2 separate regions of the Sus scrofa genome follow, and region 1 is linked to region 2. Evidence: chromatin contacts called from public Hi-C data. All regions are on one chromosome and are shown on one strand. The core of a region is the stretch at or near the end of the contact, and the rest is flanking DNA. Distances in the headings are between cores, read along the strand shown. Region 1 holds the start of SRP9 (signal recognition particle 9 kDa protein). Region 2 has its middle 15 kb from the start of LBR.

Region 1 (4,928 bases), core at 356-2,855, 280 kb before region 2:
TATGCCGCAGGAGCGGCCCAAGAAATAGCAACAACAACAACAAAAAGACAAAAGACAAAAAAAAAAAAAAAAAAAAAAAAAAATCAGCCAAAAACCAGTGGAAGGATATTATGAGGAGGCATAAATTTTTTGGCCACTGGGATTTTCTGAATGGATAAAGAGCCCAAAGGTTCCCTGCCTATACTAGGCTTTATTCTCAGCAATGCTCTGTAATTACCATTTGATTTTCATTTTCCCTGCCATTATGACCACATTCTTAAAATGATTCCTCTCGATGTGAATTTGTATGTTCTTTACTATCTTTTCAAATATTTTCAGTTTACACTGGGTACTTCTGGACAAAAATCTTGTACTGTCCTCATGGTACACTGCTTGAACAAAGAAACAAACGGCCCTATGAGCAAAGGAAATCAACCAAATGGAGGAACTAGAAATTGTGTCATAAACAAAGTACTCAATTTCAATAATATCTAACTCATTTCATCATTTATTATTACATCATTTTATTGCAAAGAATGGAACTAAGAATGTTTTATAGCACCTGTTACTTACCTAGGTCTAAAAAGCAAACAAGATTTTTAATTGAGGAGCGGCTTCAACTAGCATTTAGATGATAATAAAACTCAACAGGAAGAAAAATCAGGACCCAAATGCTAAACTGTCCGTCTTGTGACTTCTTTGCTCTTTAATAATAAGCAAACCTCTGGGATCCGCTTACTTTTTGGTGGGGGCCATGAATTACAGGGATCCTTGAACCTCCCAGTTATTTACAAACATTTACGTATAAGTGCACTTTTCTGAGGAAAGCGTGCAAGCATTCTCATGTTCTCACGAGGGCACTGACTTCCAAAAAATTTAGAGCCACTTAAAAAAAAATTTATTACAGTTGATTTACAATATTCTGTCAATTTCTGCTGTACAGCAAAGTGACCTACAGCCGCCTTTCTAAGGGCTATAGACACCTCCAAATTGAGGTCTTTCAACAACTTCTCTGCTGTCGCAGAAAAACATCACCGTTTTTTCTTATACGAGGTGATACCGGAAAAGGGCACTAAGACACTAAGGGACAGAAGGTTGAACCAGTAGGGGGAGGAGCCCCGCCCTTAGAGACACGTAAACCCGCGACCATCGAGGTTAAGTTCAGGGATTTCGGGCGGCGTCTTCCTAAAAGCCCTGAAATGACCCCTGATTTTGCCGGTTTCCGGGCTTCCTGGGGGCGTTAATAAGGGAGGAGACGGAAGAAACAATCACACTTGGCGGGGTCCGTCTCTCCTCACTCTCAGCACCTCCTAAGTAGCTGGAGAAGCTCCGGAGGCCGAGCGGCGGGGAAAAAAGCCATCCTGACCCAGAGACAGATGCACAGACCCCGCCAGCGATTTACCTTCATGGGGTCAGCGAGGTAGAGTTTCTCGGCCGCGCGGCTGAACTCCTCCCAAGTCTGGTACTGCGGCATCGTGGGTCCGCGGGGGCACAGTTGACACGCACCGCTGAAGACCCGAGGCGCGGCTATACTCCGTGGCCCACCTACCTCCCTGCCTCCCGCAGCCACTCACCGAGGCAGGGGCCCAACCGCTCAAAGATGGTGGCCCCTCCTCGCACCAACGCCTCGCTCCATTGGGCGGTCCGGACTGCCCTCGCCCAATGGGAAGGAGGGATATTGCCCAGGAGGAGGCGGAGCCCCGAGCATACGGCTCTGAGAGCTGGCCCCGAGGAGTTGAGAGCAGAGCGATGACGGAGGCCACCACAGCGCCCTCTATAGGACTGGAGGAGCAGTGGGAGGGTCTGTCCCGCAGTCTTTTGGGCTGACCAGCTCTTCTAAAGCCCAGGTTCCTTCTGCAAAGATTGAGCGGCTCAGTGAAAAGCGCTGGAGCTGCAAAAACGAAGATGATAGGGTGCAGCTGTCACACCTACAGCTTAGTAAAAGGGAAATGAGACATAAGCACAAGAATGCAGCCAAAGACTTTATATGATAGACATTTGTTTCGGGACATCGGAACACAAAGGAAGGATGATCACGTGTGGGTGGAGGGATCGCTAATGATGTTGGTGCAGGCTGAATCTTGATAAACATGGTGGATGTTCTATAACAGGTAGTCCAGGCCGGCCAAGACATCTAGGCCCGTTTGAGGTTTGTAGAGTATTTAATGTGAGGAGTGTTTGCGGGGTGGGGGAAGGGAAGAATCAATGGAAGGAATCATGTCGTCACTTAAGCCAGGAGAAGAAATTTGAACTCTGTTCTCTAAGTAATGGAGTGATCAGAAGGGTGTTTTTCCTTAATCAAGTTTATTGAAGTATATTTTATGTAATAAAACATACTAATTTTAAGCATATAGGCTGATGCATTTTTGAAAAATATATTTATATATTCCCATTGGGTATATGCCTATATGTCATAATCAAGATACAGAACATCTCTTCATCTCCAGAAAGCTCCCTTATGCTTCTTTATATTCAATCCCACCACCCTCACAGCTGCCCCCACTCACTGATCTGCTTTCTGCTACCATAGATTAGTTTTCCTGTCCATGGAAGGGCTTTAAGCAGATTTGCATTTTATCCGGCTCTGGCTGCACACAAAGACTGAGGTGAAGTGGTGCAAGCCTGGAGGCAAGGAGACCTCCTAAGATGCTCATGCAATAATATAGGCAAAAAGAGGAGGAGTTCCCAGTGTGGCTCAGTGGAAATCTGACTAACATCCATTAGGACACAGCTTCAATTCCTGGCCTTGTTCAGTGGGTTAAGGATCTGGCATTGCCATGAGCTGTGGTGTAGGCCAGCAGCTACAGGAACCTCCATATGCCATGGGTGTGTCCCTAAAAAGAAATAATAATAATAATAATACAGACTTAAGAGCTGTGGATCTGAATTAAGGCACTAGTTTAGGAATGGAGAAGAGGATGCCATTTTGAGATTTATGTCATGAATGATGTGGGGTACACAGGTGAGGAAAGAGTAGAATGCCTCTCAGGCCAGGGAAGGTGGGGAGGCCATTGACTGATACAGGGGAAAAGGAAGAACAGGTTTGGGGAGATTGGGGAGGACAATGAGTTCTGTTCTGGATGTGATGAGTTTGAAGTATCCTTGGGCTATCGAGGTGCAGATGTCTGGTAGCTTAGCTGGGTATCTCCAGGAGTGGTACGAAGCAGGCATCATCAGCAGATAGGGCTCGGTTGAGCCTTACCTGGGGAGAGGACACAGCAGTAGAAGACCAGGGACAAACCCTGGGAAACAACCACATGTACAAAGGGTCGGAGAGGGATTCACAAAGGAGGCAGTGGGGGAGGAGATCAGGCGTGTCTGGGAAGTGGTCGGAGGAGAGGGTTCTGCGGAGGGACCAGTCAGGGGTGTCAGATGGCACAGCTACGAAGAGAACTGAGTCCATTGAGGAGTTCCGATCGTGGCTCAGTGGTGACAAACCCGATGAGTGTCCATGAGTTCTCAGGTTCGATCCCTGGCCTCGATCAGTGAGTTCAGGATCCAGCATTGCCATGCTGCTGTGGCTGTGGTGTAGACCTGCAGCTGCAGCTCCAATTTGACCGCTAGCCTGGGAACTTCCATATGCTGCAGGTACTGCCCTAAAAAGCAAAAATAAATAAATAAATAAATAAATGAGTCCATTAATTGTTGTCATTGAGGGGTCACTGGTGACCTCAGCCAGAGAACCGTGGTCAGACTGGGGTTTGTGTGGAACTAATTGAAAGAGGCTGAAGGGGTGGAAGAGTAAAGGCAGCTTTTTTCTACTTTTCCTTTTTTTTTTTTTTGTCTTTTCAGGGCTGCACCCATAGCACATGGAGGTTCCCAGGCTAGGGGTCCAATGCTGGATCCTTAACCCACTGAACAAGGCCAGGGATCCAACCCGACACCTCGTGGTTCCTAGTCGGATTTGTTTCCGCTGCGCCACGACAAAAACTTCCGTTTCTTTATAAGAGCTTAACCACCAGCAGAAAAGGTGGTAAGAAAATGGTCCAAAGACACTGATAAAAAGAGCGTTTTTTTGGTTTTTGGTTTTATCAGAGCTGCAGCTCCCGGCCTACACCCCAGCCACAGCAACATGGGAACTGAGCCAAGTCTGTGACCTACACCACAGCTCATGGCAATGCTGGATCCTAAACCCACTGAGCGAGGCCAGGGATCAAACCTGCGTCCTCACGGATACTAATCAGGTTCTTACCCACTGAGCCACAATGGGAACTCCCTCCGGTGCATTCTTCAAACTAGGTTATTCTTTCCAGCTGTGGAAAAATGGCTTCTGAAAGGCTGTGTCCTTTATAAATCGCTCACACTTGCACTGTGTCAGAAAAGAAAAACTCCTTTCACTCCCAGTGTGGAGGAGCACAGCCTCTGACCTTCTGTGGTTACCCTTTTGGCTTCGTTTTGACACACGTGTCTCATTTGAGCATAACAACCCAGTGAGGGTAACCCATGGGCCCTTATCACAATTCTAGGAATCTGAAAGCTCTGAAAACAAGAGTATCTCCATAAATCCTGTGGTGGAAAACTTTTGACCTGACCCCTCCTAAGGCTATTTGTAGTCTTTTTTTTTTTTTTTTGTCTTTCTAGGGCTGCACCCAAGGCATATGGAAGTCCCTAGGCTAGGGGTCTAGTTGGAGCTACAGCTGCTGGCCTACACCACAGCCATGGCATAGCAATGCAGGATCCAAGATGCATCTGTGACCTACACCACAGCTCACAGCAATGCCGGATCCCCAACCCGCTGAGCGAGGCCAGGGACTGAACCTGCAACCTCATGGTTCCTATGTAGTCTTTATTGGTCCCATTTGGTGTGTTTGATTACAGGGTGGAGCCCCATCTCTGCTGGTGGTATTACATTTATGTAATCTATGGCATATGCACCGTATTACCGGCCTAGACTCCAACAAGCTGTGAATTCTGGAAGGCAAGTGGCCCCGAGGATTTTGGCTAAGGGA
Region 2 (4,990 bases), core at 211-2,710:
GGGCCCTGCTCAATTACAGTACAAGGGAGCAGAGCCCGGAGGGGAGCACACGATACCGGACCTTCGTTTTGGGTCTTCCACAGCAGGTTTGTTTTAGACCCCATAACAGTACGCCCTGGAGTTGCCATCGTGCCTCAACGGTAATGAATCCGACTAATATCCATGATGTGGATTCGATCCCTGGGCTCGAGCAGTGGGTTAAGGATCCGGCATTGCCTTGAGCTGTGGTGTGGGATCCAAGTTGCTGTGGCTGCGGTGTAGGCAGGCAGCTGCAACTCCGATTAGATCCCTAGCCTGGAAACTTCATGTGCTGCGGGTGAGGCCCTAAAAAGTCAAAAAAAAAAAAAAAAAAAAAAAAGCCTGCTTTGGTCACTTTGGGAATCCCATTTCCATGAGACCTCTGCGCATACAAATTAAATTGTTTCTTTCTCCTAGTTATCTGTCTTGTGTCAATTTCATTATAGAGCAATCAAAAGAACCCTTGAGGAGCAGGGGAAAATCTCAGCCTTCCTGACATCTGCGTGGAGCAGTTACCTGAGCGTCCTGTACCTACGTCTGTGTATGGAGTTGATTGCAGTGTGTGATCTCCTGGGGACTCAGGTAGAATACCTGAGCATCTGGGGTGGGAAGCCGGGCAAAGGAGGGAGAAGAATGCACTTAACTCATAACCAGCCCAGAGAACCACACACAACTCTGCAGGTCCACAGGACCCTCCCCAGAAGAGGATCTGCCTTCCATTGGCGGGAGGGGCAGGGCTGGTGCAGGGGTGGCCCCTGTAGCCCTGCCTGCTGTCCCTGGAAACTCCAACTGGCAAAAGGACCTCCAGTCAGGAGGTCAGGAGTGCAGAGTCCCCCTGCCTTAGGATCTGATTAGCAAATAAAAATACAGGATGCTCAGCTCAATTTCAGTTTCAGGGTCACAACAATTTTTTAGTACAGGTCGTTCCCAAACATTGCATGGGACATACCTATACTATAAAAAGACTTTTTTATCTGTTAGAACAGGGGGTCGGGAAAGACTTTTCTAAGGGACCCTCAGGCAGAGACCTGAATAAATCCAGGGGGATGGGTGCGGATATGGAGGCCTGGTGAAGCCAGAGGAATTGCACAAGGGCCAGCAACGCATGTCTCAGATTTGAGTGTGAACTGGTGAAAATGCAGCTAATTAGTGGGTGTGGGCACTTTTAAAATAAGCCCTCTTCAAGTCTGTCCTCCCTCCTTCTCATTGCATTTTATGCACTCAATCTGGGGGGTTCAAATCACGGGGTGGGAAGACCCTCAGGGATCACCTGGTGCAAACCCTCCTGATCCTGGCAGGAAGGTTCCGGGGTCTTTAAAGACCTCGTCCACAGGGATGAAGAGGAGCGCGAGGCACTTCCTGCCCGGGCTTTGGTTCCTGCGTGTTTCTGGAAGGAGCCTTCGAAGAAGGTATCTGGTTTTGGAGAAGCTCTTTCCAAGCCACCCCAACGATCGTTGCTTTTCACTGGGACCACTCACCCGGACGTGGGGCTTGGCCATGTCAGGCCCGGGGCAGGAGGTCGTCTCATCTCCACCTTGTAGCTCTCAGTTTCCTGAACCTTGGGATGTGCTTGTGAGTCTAACTTGGTAGACTTAACTTGCAGGTCCCCTGCTAAAGTTCACGTTTTCTCCTTCTTGTTTGAAACGCATGCTTCAAACGCAAACGCATGTTTTAAAAGAACAATGTCCTTTCCTTGGAGCAGGTGCCCCAGAAAGCTCCTTATCTTTCTCTTCTCCAAGGGGGCCAGTCAATCGCAAGCCTCTGATCCTTCCCTGGGAGGCTGGCTCTCCAGCCCTTAGCGCCTTTCCGCCCGCACCTTCATCCTGGCGCCACTTCCGCGAAGGGGGCGAGGCTTCCTCAGCCCCGCCCCCGCCCCGCCTTCGCCTCCTGCCCCCCGGGGGGCGGGGCGAGTCGCTTCTCCACAGCCCCGCCCCCGCCCCGGCCACACCCATCCTCTGCTGAAGGACGCGCGCATCCTCGAGTAGAGAGGGGCCGGGACCGTGGGGGAGGGAAGAGTGCGGGGAGCGGGTGGGGGGAGGGGAGCTGGGACAGGAAATGAGCTCAAACGCCCAAGCCACAGAAAGGGCGGCTCCCCGGAGGCAAACGCAGCAGGTGAGTGCAAGCTCTTGAAGCGGAGCACGGGTCCCCGCTCCTGTCCTATAGCGTCAGGACGTGGGGAACTTGAACTTAACACTGGCTCAGAAAGGCCTCCCGCGTAGTTGATGCTTATACACCCGGGGCAGCTACAAACACAATCTGTCTTTGCTGCACCAACGGGGCCAGCAGCATCCCCTGAACTTGCCAAGGCTGAGGGGAGCGAGAAGCACCCCCAGGACCCTGGATGGGTTCCGCTCTCAGCGGCTGCAGTGGCTCCAGCCCGTCACCTCCTTCCTGGGTCTCTGTTTCCTCTGGCAGTTGTGGGGAGGCTGAGATGAGGACATGTGCGAGTGTTGTGCAAACTGTGACACGCACAGTCCCTAAGAACAACCCATCCACCTTCCTCCTCCTGCCCTCCCTGGTCACTTGTCGAGTCATTGGGAGGGGGCTGGCCGAGGGTAGAAGACACCTCGGGGGTGTTCGTGGTGTCCATCCAGTTCACCGTGACCCCCTTGTCTCTCGGGGGGCAGCACAAGAGCCCCGGAGAGAAGGTGGCTCAGCCTGCGCTGGCCGTGTGACCTGGCAAGTGACCCAACCTCTCTGTGCCTCAATCAGGCATCCGCAAAATAGGAGTGATAATAATAATACCTACCTCATGGGGTTGTCATGAGGATTAAACAACACAGGCAGAGATTTCAATTCTGTAAGTGCGGGCACGCAATAAGCGCTCAACAGAAGTCAGCTCTGATGATGCCTGCCACCCGGGGGTGGGGGGGAATGAAGCAGAGGCCACTGAAGGGGCATGGCTTAATCCTGTTGGTGTCCTGGTGCCGGACACCGAGCTGTACCTTCCCCTCCAGTTTCCTTCTGCTTCCTCATCCTCTTTGCAAAGAATTGCCTTTGGGAGTAAAAGTTAGGATGTCTATTACGCTTGTATCACAACAAGCATCATTTTCCTAAACTAATCTGACTTCGAGCCTGTACCTTCTTGAGGGGGACGTTTGATTTCTGGAGACCCCTCCTCACCCCGTACATTCATGGGGAGTCCTGAAGCTTTCAGTGGGACAGGAACACAGGAAGGAGGATTTTTCTCGGGCCTGAGCAGCCCCTGAATTATCAAGAATCAGGCTGCCTTCTGTCTTCATCTCTCCTTTTCTCTTGGAGACCCTGGCTGGGGATCATGAAGCCTGTCTGTCTTTCTGGGTGGAGGAAGGGAACATCGGTCCCATTTCATTCCTCACGTGCAGACAGTTTATTTTACAGCCATCTGACACACTTGCAGCCCAAGATGTGTGAACAAGGTAGAAACAAGAGCGTGGCTCACACCCAGTTCTACCAGGATTAAGTCTTTTTTTGTTTGGTTGTCTTTTTAGGGCCACACATTTGGCATATGGAATCAGAGCTGTAGCGCTGGCCTATGCCACAACCACAGTAACGCAGGATCCTTAACCTCCTGAGCGAGGCCTGGGATCGAACCATGTCCTCATGGATGCTAGTCAGGTTTGTTTCTAATGAGCCACAATGGGGACTTCCTTCCTTCCTTTTTTTTTTTTTTTTTTTTTTGCTTTTTAGGGCCACGCCCATGGCATATGGAAGTTCCTAGGCTAGGTGTTGAACTGGAGCTGCAGCTGCAGGCCTACACCACAGCCACAGCAATCCGGATCTGAGCTGCATCTTTGACCTACCCACAGCTCATGGCAACACCAGATCCTTAACCCACTGAGCGGGGCCCACATCCTCATGGCTATTAGTCAGGTTCTTAACCTGTTGGGCCACGACTGGAACTCTGGATTGAGCTTTTTCTAAATCTCTGGCAGGGCCAGGACAGAAGGTAGGGGCTGGGAAGGAAAAGAAGCCAAGACCTGGAGTTCCCTAGTGGCTCAGTGGGTTAGGGATCCAGCGTTGTCACTGCTGTGTTTCTGATTACTGCTGTGGTGGGGGTTCGACCCCTGGCCCGGGAACTTCCACAAAAAAAGAAGCCAAGCCCTGACTGCCAACCTGTGATCTGGGCCGCAGAGGGGCCAGACCCTGAGGGAGCAGGATGCAGTGCCCTCCACCTGTTTATCATCCTGTGGGATTATAGCCAAATGCTGAGCCTGAGTGCGGAGAATGAGAGGCTTTTGAGAACAGAGAGCTGTGAGAAATGAGTCGAATTTACACCACGAGAATAAGCTTCTGGGAGAATTGCAAGACTCTTAACCAGGCCAGCTTCACAGAAACCTCTCTGCTGTGTGCTTGGTTCAAGGCATAAACCTTCGCTGTGCTTCAGTTAGATGAAAAGTCCAGAGACACGTACAGAGGTGTGTCTAAGACGCTGAATGTTTTCCTGGAACCCTGCAGGTTTCCAAAGTTCTCCTGATCCCAAAGAGATGCTTTTGGTCAATAGAACCTTGACTAAAATCCATCACGATTCCAGAACCAAGTCTAATTCTGCCAGGAAAATAAAATGAAATCAGACCATCTGGTGATGCTGTGAAAACTGGCCGTTCTGGGAAGAAGCCCCGTTATAGTGGCGACTGTTTGGAATCCTTGGATGGGAAGGGACAGAAGGACAGATTGACCAGCATGACTGTCGGCCCCTTCACCGTTGCTCAATTCTGGACTAGACCCTACTGTGGGGCCAGAGGTCAAGGCCAGCCCGGAGGGCAGCTTTGGAGGGAGGGGAGGGGAGCTGCCTCACAACTCCTGGGAGACTGGGCTCCAGGAGAACAGGGATTAGGGTCCCATTGGAGCCGACTCAGCGGGGTAGTATGGAAATGTCACCCTTCCTGGTGACAGGGCAGGAGGGAGAGGAGAGAGGGCAGAGGGGAATACCAAGGACAACAGGAGCCTTTCCAAGTTCAGTTCTGGCCCCCTCCCTTTATGGGGCTGTTTT

The links. Hi-C and Micro-C count contacts between places; a contact is called where the count stands out from the background.
Region 1: a contact with region 2 is called in a Hi-C map of fetal heart ventricle, with 2.8 times the contacts expected there. The contact joins the promoter of SRP9 here to the enhancer-like site in region 2. A contact is called at or near these places in 3 of 47 Hi-C or Micro-C datasets (epiblast stem cells, fetal heart ventricle and heart right ventricle) and 1 of 2 datasets of contacts at active chromatin or transcription factors (alveolar macrophages).

Annotation. Positions count from the first base shown.
Region 1 is chr10:13,708,215-13,713,142 of Sscrofa11.1, reverse strand. SRP9 (signal recognition particle 9 kDa protein) reads right to left here and starts at 1,605. Exons shown (of 3, transcript XM_003130540.6): 1 at 1,382-1,605. The coding sequence starts at 1,453.
Region 2 is chr10:13,429,236-13,434,225 of Sscrofa11.1, reverse strand. No RefSeq gene overlaps it. Among named protein-coding and RNA genes, the nearest start is that of LBR, 15 kb to the right of the region's middle. Within about 2 kb of position 1,460, at least 48 of the 83 cell types and tissues checked have an H3K27ac peak or open chromatin away from gene starts, as enhancers often do. A contact at or near this core is called in alveolar macrophages, where this site is marked.